2 separate regions of the Mus musculus genome follow, and region 1 is linked to region 2. A link is a contact called in public Hi-C data. All regions are on one chromosome and are shown on one strand. The core of a region is the stretch at or near the end of the contact, and the rest is flanking DNA. Distances in the headings are between cores, read along the strand shown. Region 1 overlaps Ralyl (RALY RNA binding protein-like). Region 2 has its middle 160 kb from the start of Gm33551.

Region 1 (5,647 bases), core at 2,554-5,053, 3.0 Mb after region 2:
CTTTTACAGAGGGAGGACGGAGTTTCTATGCCAAGAAATTAATGAATGTTTCATGGTACCATGCTTATGTTTGCAATCAGGCTAATCTGGAAATCCTCTGTAAGGATGGAGAAGGGAAGAAACTAGAAAAACACATTCTGTAAACTAGATCGCTAGAGTATCAATAATAGTCACAGTTCAGCAACTGTGGATGATAAAATGGTATGGCCCTGGCTAAAAATTACTGTTATGCATGCATCCAACATACTAGTCCCCTAGCACACCAGTCAGTGTTTTTACAGGGCAACGTTATTTAATGATCAGTTTGTAGATTCATGTCCAGATGTCAATGTTTTGTAAGACAAAATGTAACTAGAAGAATGAGAAAAAGGGAGTCTAGCCATTTGCAGATCAATTTGCAGAGTATAATTTTATCATTCATAGGATTTCCTCATCCGTTGCATACTTACATACATTTCTGCTTCTTCAGTTGGTCATTTTCTCTCATAAAAACCAAACAAAACCTGTTCACCTCAAATACTCAAAAGAGATATTATCAAATATGCTGAAGAGAAAAGGTCAAACATATATCAGCCAACCACCATGGAAGGTTCCAACTAGCTTTAACGATTGCTGTCGCTTCCCAACTTGGCTTCCTACATTTCTCCTCAGCTCCTAAAAGTCATGCTCTGTACTCTCTTCTGGTTTCTGTTTGGAAAAATTGGGAATGACTTCCCTGTGATAGTCCTTATATAGGATCACTTTCTTTAATAATCTGTGTAGTTTGATAATCACCAAGATATTCTGACTACACTATACAGATGTGGATTGAGTGTCTGCTCCACTATCTAGATAGAGTTCATTTAAGCCTTTCCTACTTACTTTTAATGCTCCATAAATCATATGTTGAGCAGCTTCTACAATACGATATCCAAAGACTTTTGGATACTTGAAATACACAGACACACAGACACACAGACACAGACACACACACACACACACACACACACACATACAGGCACAAACACAATCACAGTCTAGTAGCAATATATCAAACATTTAGTACATTGATCAGTAAATACTTGGTAATTTAAAATAAATTTTTATTGAAGGTCATATGGGAAACAGGACATTACACAGGAAGAAAATTGGATATAAATTGAATATAAGATAGTTTTGTAATTTGTAATGACCATCTCTAAGTAGCTTTTCTATTTTCACCTTGTATATTAATTATCTCCCTTGTTATCCTCCATGCATTTGATGGCATTGAGTTGCTCCTTCAGTAGAGAACCCTTATAATGATGCTGCTTTTCTTTAGCTCCACTCCTTCCTCTTCATAGTGTTTATGAGCTGGCTACATGACACATGGTTTTCACGCATCCATTGCATGCTTACCAGAACTGTGCTCTCTAAAGTGAGCACAGTTGTCACCTCTTTAATTTCATGCATGCCATTTTGCCTACAAAAAGAAACATTAAATCCATGATTGCCAAATCAATGAATATATCTTAAAATCTGCCTCAGATACCTAATCTGTAAAATAAAGAATGTTAGAGGAACATTTTTTTTTTCTGAATAAGGTCTGATAAAAACAAAACTCTCTTTCTCTTTCTCTTTCTCTTTCTCTTCCTCTTTCTCTTTCTCATTTTTCTCTTTCTCTTTCTCTTTCTTTCTCTCTCTCTCTTTCTCTCTCTCTCTCTCACACACACACATACAAACTGTATTAGTTTATAACAACCTATTTGAGAATGATAAGCTTACAGATTATACTCACTGTTAGATATAATTTTCTTTTGAACTTCAAAATATATTTGTATTCTCACTGCTAATGTTAGATTAGAAATCACAGATCATAGAATTTTGATATTGTAATCACTAACTTTATTTGATGGCTCCAAGGTGCTGTGCATGTATTTGACTTCATTCTAACATGAGTTATGAAAAATTGGTCCATTTCTGAAATAGAGCTTATATAATTCACAATTCTTATGTCTTTTGTAGAATACGACAGGTTAAGAATGACTCATTATTAGACAAAATCTTATATTTAGAGTTGTTGTAAATGGATTTAGTCAGCATCAATTTAATTAAAGATTTATTTTCTTTATTCCTAGACCATTTATTTGCCTTAATGGTGACTTTGGCTATTACATCCACAAATTAAATTTGAACGTGCATGCACTATCTCTTTAATGTTTACCGTTTATTTTCATCCATGCAACTCATATAGATAGATAGATAGATAGATAGATAGATAGATAGATAGATACATATAGAGATAGATAGATAGATAGATAGATAGATAGATAGATAGATAGATAGATAGATAGATAGAAATATAGATACACTGTATCTACAGATCAAGGAATTTACATAAAAACATATGAATATTGAAGTTTCTTTTTACCAAATAATTACCTTGGGACTTTTTACTCTTAATTTCTGTATTCAGTATATTCAATATTAACATGAGATGAATTAAGCTCCAGTTAGCATTTTATGATGCAATATTAGCATAATATTAGCATATTATGATGTAATTTACTAACACCATGCTAAAGAGGACATATATTATTGTTCAATTATCCCTCACATTTACCGCCACACATTTATTTTCATATGAAAAACTCAGAATTTTTCATTGTTTTAAGGTAAATTATGGCTATCCTTTCTTATCCAAGGAAGTCAAAAAATGCAAAAGAAAATCCAAATGTCTTTTGATAGAGAAACTGAGTTCGTGATGGAGAGGTTTGAGAAAGGGGCAAGAAGAGGCATATTCTATGGTTTAATGCTCTGGGCTTACAAAAGCGTGGTGTTGGAATGGTAATTGGATTTCTGAGCATTGCTTTTGAGAATAGACTGCTTAAATCATTGAAAAGGAAATCATTGCAGGAAAGAATTGCACCGGCTGTTTGAGTACTTACAAAATAAGAATAGCATGCGGAACAATGAAGAACTGGTTTAGTGCTGTTGAGATTTGACATCTTTAAAAACCTGATATTGTAGCTGTAGTTTTGATCTTTATTTCTTTGTTGAGTAAAGCGCTGATGCATTTGGAACCAACTCTTTCAATGAAGGCTGAGATAAATGAGACCTTAAAATACTTTTAGTGGAAAAAAAAAAGATGATTTGTTTCCAGTCTATGGTGTACTTCTTTGTAAAAAGTGGGTATGGGCGTATATACCTTTATTTTTAGTTTGTTAGGCATGTTTCCTGCTGAGGCTGTTAAGCTGCCATTCTTAAGATGTTAGAGGATGCCTGTATCCCCTGTCTTTTATGCAAATGGAGCTGATGACACACTGTAAGCATCCAAAAAATATTGTGATGTCTAGGAGGAACCTTAGAGGCTTAAGTGTGTGTTTGGGGAGTGTATCTGTGGATGTTAGGCTTCTAAATTTTCTTAATTTCTCATCAACAATTTAAAATGAACCTTTTAATTTTATAAGCAAATGAGCTCAAGGCCTGTGTCAGAACTGCCATTTGCACAACACCTATATACTGCCCTATATACTGTTATATCATGAATATGCTCAAAACTTTTATCATCTTACAGACATTTTCCCTTTTCCGTGAATATTAACATTTTCTCTAAAATAAGCAGGAAAGAGCAACATGAGATTTAAATATAGATTTCTAAGAAGGGTTGCTAAATGAATCATTCTGATCCCTATGGAGATACATAATGCAGATATTTACCTGTCCTTGATAAATTTGCCATTGAAAGGTAAAAACAAATTTGTCAGATGCCTTCCTGTGCCAGCCAGTTTTCTAGCTACCTCGATCATGAGGATAGTTCAATCCTCAAATAACCTTTTCTTTATTATACAGTGAGAAATGGAGAGCTCAGACTGATAAAAATTTCTCAGTCACAATAGCAAGAATTTCAATACAGTCTGACTCAGAAGCCTTTTTGCCTGTTCAGTCACAAACATTAGTTATATTTGAAGGTAATTTAAAAACTATGTAATTGGCTCTGGAATATTCATTGCATTCTGGAGTTGTGTTTTATTTTTGTATTCTCTTGTTAAATTCAAGTGCAAATGCAGCTTTTCTTTGTTTCAAGAGAAGACAGAAGTTTACTTAACAAAGGAGACTCTGCACCTAAGACCACCTTCACCACATAGTAAGATGCACTGTGAAAGAACCAGTGAGCTGCAGTGTTTCTCAGGAGAGTTTAGAAATGGAAAGATTTTTCTGTAAATTGTTATCCTCTGTCTGAGATTAAGTTAGTAAGCAACCCACTAGATAGTTTCTATTCAAAATAAACATGTAACTTGCTGTTTTTGTTTTGTTCTGTTTATTGTGGTTTTTTTGAAGACTACATTTGTTTTTAGATTCTTTATAAAACTATTCTGAGAAAAAAACATTTTTATAAGATTTCAGTTTAAATTCCTTTGGTTCTCTGGTCTTTGTGATGCCTGTTCAAAGAATTCAAAGAGAATATAAAGTATAGTGTAAGAGTTGTTCAAAATTATTACAGTTATTAAGGAGGAGTATTTCTGGAATACACTATGGCACCAAGTTATCAGCCAGGCCTCATAATACTTTATTTTCTTGCAGACCACATGAGGTTTTGTATGTGATCTTTAAATTTGAATTACTCTAAATTCTCAAGAAGAATTTAATAATTAGTGTCACGCTATTTCTAGACTGACAAATTGTCCAAGGTACTCACCCTATAATCATCTGTAGAACTTAGAACAAAGTTACAGAGTACAGTTCTGTTTTGCTGCTTCTTTACAAAATAAGAGAACTGAGAGAATCGAGAGGATCTCATACAGGGAAGAATTATAAACACCAATTCTGGCGCTAGATGGGATGCAACACACATGGTGTGTCAGTACTGGCACACAGAGGCAGACAACAAAAAGTCCATGGCTATCTAAAGTTCAAACGGCTGTTTAAAAACACCACTCAATAGGATTAAAACAAAGATAAAAAATAATATGGAGGTGCCATCAGGCAGTCATTGGGGTCTAGATCCTATGTCAATACATTAAACCACAATGCCTTCTAGCATGCAGCAGAATGGTGTCACTACTTTCTCCTTAATGTCCTTGTCATTTTTTTTCTGCTAGGTTCTTGTAATTCTACTCAACTCCCTGCTTTAATAAAGTGATTAGGTTTTAGCTTCATATGTCAGTAAGAACATTTAGCCTTTTTTCTTTGCCTGGCTTATGTCAGTTAGGACAGTCTTCTCCGTGTCATTGGCAACAGCATTTTCTTTTGTGATTGAGTTGTGTATCAGTATGTACATTTTGGTTTATTTCTACTCATATGCCTGTTAATAGTGATTTCCATTGGTTTTTATATTTTGAATGTTGTAAATAATGGTATAATAAATAAAAACACTTATTCTACCTATTCATATACCTTCATATATATGTATATATGTATGTACATGCATATATATTCTACATATCAATTTAAATAATATATATGTGATATATATATGAATTTATACATGTAGATTATTCATGCATATTCACCAATAGGACAACTGCTCTTCATTTGTAACACTGCTAATAAGCATGTGGAGAAATTAGCCCTTTCACAGTCTTGGCAGGAATGTAGCATGATATGTGCTATAGGAATTGTCCTGCTGTCCTGGAACTTACTTTGTAAATGAGGTGACTTTACAATTCAAGAGATATACCTATCTCCT
Region 2 (5,372 bases), core at 1,819-4,318:
AAAGAAATCCAAATTTCCATCGGTTCTGCAGAGTCAGTTTCAAGCTAACTCAGATGGCCAGAGTTAGAAACTTGGTTCCTTGTTGGTTTTTAGTTGGAGGATGCAGGTGGAAAAAAATGCCTGGGAATCAAGAAGCAGGAAACTGACCTCAGAGGTGCTGGCCATAAGGTACAGGCTGCACATACCATCCACAAAATAGAGTAGGAGGGGACAAAACAGGAGTGCAATTAGGGAACTAGAGCACAGTGGCTGCCTGAGGCGGGTTGGCAAAGACCTCTCAGTTCCCCACTGTCTGTTGCTGTGGTGAAACACTGTCTTAGGAGAAGAAAGAGTTCCTATGGCTCACATTTCCAGATCAGAGGCCATTACTAAATGTGCAGGCCATTCTTAGCTAGTTTTCTTCTGCAGATCAGAATCAGCTGCCCAGTGAATGGTGCTACCCACAATAGACCCTCCTACAACAACTAAAGAACAGGACCCCTATCCAAGACATGACCACAGAGGAATCTGATCTTGACAATCCCTCAGCTGAGACTACGTTCTGGGGTGACTGTAGCCTGCATCAAATTAACAGCTAAAGCTAACAAGGGTACCATGCAAGCCTTCAAATGAGAGCACTCTGCAGCTCTCCTGAGGATTAGCAGTTTGTACTGGAATGAATAAAGTTGAAATATGGGATTGTCATTATGAACCTTTCTATATCTTCTGATTTCAAATATTACTGAGTGGTCATACTCTGAATAGTCTTCCAACTATTCACACTCATCTAACCTTTAGACAATGATCTAAACTATGCTAATTTTCACCTCAGTTCCTTCCACCATTTTCAAAGACTAAAGTGAATAAATGCTCATGCCCCATATAGAGACTAGTCAAAATTAGCTTTTTTTTCCCTCCACAGGACATTTTATTCAGTTTTAGAAATGTAGATATATGTAAATGTGTTATAATTGGGTGCAAAGTATGGTGGCACAAAGTTCATGTATTTCAGGTTCTTAAATTGTGCAAACTAATGTTTTCAGTAAGGAGATGATGCTTCATTCTGCTCCCACAGTGTATCAAGTCTGCATTGCATAGCCAAGTCATTGAGTTTTTGATATGCTAAACTTACCCTGAGGCTGGAAGAAGTATATCTGACCATAGATCTGGACAATTCAAATGCTTATCACCTTTAATACAGAAAAGGAAACTATAGCCATCCTGCACCCATTTTTGCAGTACTATACTTTTGAATTCTGAATTCTCAAGGAGTGATTTATAAAAGTGTCTCTTGGCATTGTGCTATTTGCAAATGATGGCTGTATTACTTTAAGAAAATTCAATATCTGAGGATCATTATTTACCAAATACATAGAGGAGAAAAACGGTTGCTGTTTGTACTATAAAAAGATTTCATTTTACAACATGATATACCGTGAGATTCCCATAGACAGGGCAATCCTCCAGTGCACTCAAGAATGTGGACTGCATAGCAGATGTGTGCTGGGCATGGTTTTAGCCATGCTTTTTTTGTGGAACAAAAAGGAAGATAGTTTTTTCCTCATATAAGTTTGTTACTGATTAATTTGTATTCAGGGTCAATTTTAACCATTTTGACAAATACCTCAGTCCTTCTTTGAAAATCTTGATTATTTCCACGATTAATCTTGTCATAGATTTCTCCAATCAGTGTGATCACACTTATCTTTTAGTTCATCTGAAGCCCATGGATTTTCTCTGAATTATATCATCAAGATGCTAAATGAGGATATAGGACATCTATGATCTCCTAATGCATTCGTTGCCATGGAAGCTGCTCTTCTGGCCCGATTTCAACAATTTTTTTTCAAGCAAGTAATTTGATAATTCTTTCCAAAGAGAAAATGCCATAATGTTCTTGCTACCAAATTGAAAGAACCAAATGACTTCTTTTCCCTCATCATGGCCTCGTCCTAACAGGCATATTTTGATAATTTTATTTATACTCATCAGAAAACTAAGACTTGAATTTATTTTAATGCGTATCACTGGGTAATGCTTTTCTTTAAATTTCTTTCTCTATACTTCTGAAAAATATGATCTTAACTAATCTGTAAACACTCACAGGGCTTTCTTTGAAGAAGAGTAGTCAATGGTATCACAATTAATGAAACTCACGGCTACCGTTCACCTTCACCAGTAAATGCTGTATGTGAGAACTGCGTTTATCACCATCAGCAGTTGCTACCGTCTCTGGAGTCACTTGCCAACCTGCCTGTGATACTTGCTTCCTGGAAAGAGATGCAACAGGGACGGAAACATGCCTTGTATGCTTTGCTGTGAAATGCCCTGTGCCCAGGAGGACATTTCAGCTCCCCCAACTAATCCCAAACTCTAGGCAGCATTTTTATTTTACGATTATAGACACAGACCCAGTGGGCACTTGCATACTTAACTTTAATGCTGCATGAAAAACAGGGACATCATGAAATTAATTAGGACATTTATTTTCAGCCCTGAGAAGGAAAACAAGTTATTATGTACTGGCTGCTGACTGTCCTGTAGGTGGCAGTGTGTGGCAAGGAGAGAGAGGCTGCATGGTCCTTGTGCAGTCAGATAACCAAAAAGTTAATAAAAATAAAAATAAAAACAACCATGAGTTTTCTGTTAGAATTGTGTTCTTCAATCTGTGTCTGGGCTCTCTCTAATGTCAGAATCCAGCATGAGACCCCCAACATACAAGTCCTGTGCGAATGAAATCATTGCTTTGGTTCAAAGATATGATCTGTTCTTTAATACACATCTCCATTCACCCACAGTAGCATTATGTGCCCTGAGGGCGTGATGGGGTATTTTCTGATGGACTGACTGACTGTCAATACTCCGTTGAAAGTAAACATTTCAACTGTTTTCTCAGTTTGTGTTTCAAAATTGGAGCACAGAAGTCTGGCAAGCACTAGACAAGATAATAAGAACAAATATGTAGGCACATTGCCCAAAAAGCCCAGAGATAGGTGTTTGCTCTGGAATTCTGAGTCTCTCTATGAGACGCTCTACCATCTGGTTGTGTTGAGAATTAGACTTTGACAGATCTGCCAAATCCTCTGCCAGGATTTCTACAAGGATTCATGTTTATCTCTGCCCATCATAGCCATGTGTCCACACAGACCCACTTTCTTTAAATGTGAATACAATTTTCACATAAAAATGCAAGTAGAGGAAAAAGTACGTGTGGATTTTCCTGACGTTCTTTTCTGTCACCCTAAACAGGAAGTCCTGCAAACGATGAAGATATGTAATCATAGCCCTTTCTTGAGAAAAAGACAAAAGATCGAGATGGAGCCCTCTGGATGTTGCAGTGCTGTTTTGAGCAGAGGCTCTGAGTCTTTTTCAGCGAATTGTATTCAGTCTGTGTCTGATTCAATTAGAAGTCTTTCCAGGCAAGCAGGTTACATCATCTGAAGTTTTTGATCTTCTTTAAGCCCCTGATGGCAATCACACCAAATGATCACTTCAAAAAGAGAACGCAAACCCTCAGAACCAATCACCCCAAATCCAAATGATACTTTTTAGCCCTGCGTGCTTTCTGCAGCTGTCACCCGAAGCCCACAGCTGGGGTAGCTGCAGGCTCCAAGCACAAGTACTGCAGGCCTTCTCAACAATCTTTTAATGCCATGTTTGTCAACAGTGGTTCATTTTGTCTACTTTTTAAAAGGGCACTGAAGTCCAACTCATTAATTCAGTTTATTAAAAAACAAAAGAAAAACGCCAGAAGAGCAGCTATTTAAGATGACCTTTCCCTGTTACGCGGAACCGTGCAGCTCTGTGAGGTTGAAGAGGATTTTCTGTTTCCTCGGTTATTTGAGTGTTTTTAGATTACCGCCCCTCCTGCCTCTCCCCTCCCCCCGCACTCCAAATATACTAAGCTTTTTCTCTGGCCTTAACTTTCATCTTTCTGGCTTTATGCTCTACCTAGACTTAGTGCTTTCCTGTCTTTTGCAAAGTCGTATGGATGATTGTGGTTTCATTTCTGACACTACTGTTCTTCGAGAGCTTTCTCCCGAGTCTACATCAGCCTGCTGAGGGAAGCAGGCACTTCCTTTCATTCTGTAAGTATATTAAAGTGTCATTTTCTAGAACTGGCATTCTTCACTATTATTTGACCAACTGGCCACATACAAGTGGTGTTTCATTTCCTGGTTGAAGAGAGAGGCTGTCAAGGACGGTGTGTTGCTTGTCAAATGGAAAAGGCCAGCCTTGCTCCCAGATACAAAGAGTATGCTCTTCTGCCATTTTGATAAGGACTCAGCTTCTAGCACCTTGAAGTTCCCATCTTTTGTGAGAGTCAGTGATATTTGGAGGAAATGTCACATATTAAGTGCCTGTTAAATTAAAGAATACAGGGAAACGGTACCACCCAAACGTACGGACTGCTCAGCTAATTATATTGAGGATATTCAGAGTGTTGGATATGTAGGGATTTTTCTTTGTTTATAAGAATCTCAATGAAAGCATTTATATATTGACATCCATTTATTTTCTTCCTATCACTCTTAGGAAAAAACCCCGAGTTTCTTATTCCTTCGTGTGCATGAGCAAAATGAAGCGCAACTAAGTGAGCAGGGCACAGTGACAGAGAAGGTAGGCTCTCCTGCTTCCGGGCTTGCTGCCTCCAGCGCTCCGAAGCTGCTGGCTTCTGTGAAAGTTAGTGATATTTGGAGGAAAATGTCACCATTAGCGCGTGCTGTAGCTTCTACTGGACCAAAGGGATTCTGTGGATCAGCCTGGAATGCCATAAGGTTTTGAAAAGCCTTGCGGATCTGTACTTGCTAAAAGAAGGTTATTTTCTTTGATTACTCTGAGTCTGTTCACTGATTAGAAAGAATTCTTAGTTGTTGTGAGACCCGGGACCTGCTATGGTCATCTTTCCACTGTACACTTTATGTGGGGCTCATTATTTAAACCATGTTAAATCTGTAGTGTATGTGTATGTTGCAGAACCGACAATGAATCTTGTAAGGTCTGTAAATAACCAATTTTGTTTTTCTGAGGAAGTCAGAGTTTTATTTTAAAAGCCTGTGTGTGTGTGTGTGTGTGTGTGTGTGTGTGTGTGGGCATGTGTGTGTGTACATATATGTAGATATGTGCTGTTTTCAGAATTTTGACCCTGTATGAATAGGACATTTTTAAGGCATGGATTTGTAATTCTCAAGGGAAACTCGTTAGCCACTGTCCTTTTACACCATCTGTAAAGCCAGAGAAAAATCCTGTCAAACAAACATTGGAAGCTATAACATCATCCTAAATGTTAAGAAAGTGCATGTAGAGCAATTTGCTTCATATTTGTATGTGAAACACTACAGGGAATTTCAGAAATGCCCCACTTATTTTCCAGCAGCACCAAACTAGAGGTT

Evidence for each region. Hi-C and Micro-C count contacts between places; a contact is called where the count stands out from the background.
Region 1: a contact with region 2 is called in a Hi-C map of cortical neurons, with 4 times the contacts expected there. The contact joins two enhancer-like sites. A contact is called at or near these places in 3 of 484 Hi-C or Micro-C datasets (cortical neurons, embryonic fibroblasts and forebrain).

The regions. Positions count from the first base shown.
Region 1 is chr3:13,710,613-13,716,259 of GRCm38.p6, forward strand. All of the region lies in intron 1 of Ralyl (RALY RNA binding protein-like), which reads left to right. Among named protein-coding and RNA genes, the nearest start is that of 4930539N22Rik, 61 kb to the left of the region's middle. Within about 2 kb of position 3,804, at least 3 of the 459 cell types and tissues checked have an H3K27ac peak or open chromatin away from gene starts, as enhancers often do. A contact at or near this core is called in cortical neurons, where this site is marked.
Region 2 is chr3:10,682,798-10,688,169 of GRCm38.p6, forward strand. No RefSeq gene overlaps it. Among named protein-coding and RNA genes, the nearest start is that of Gm33551, 160 kb to the right of the region's middle. Within about 2 kb of position 3,069, at least 18 of the 459 cell types and tissues checked have an H3K27ac peak or open chromatin away from gene starts, as enhancers often do. A contact at or near this core is called in cortical neurons, where this site is marked.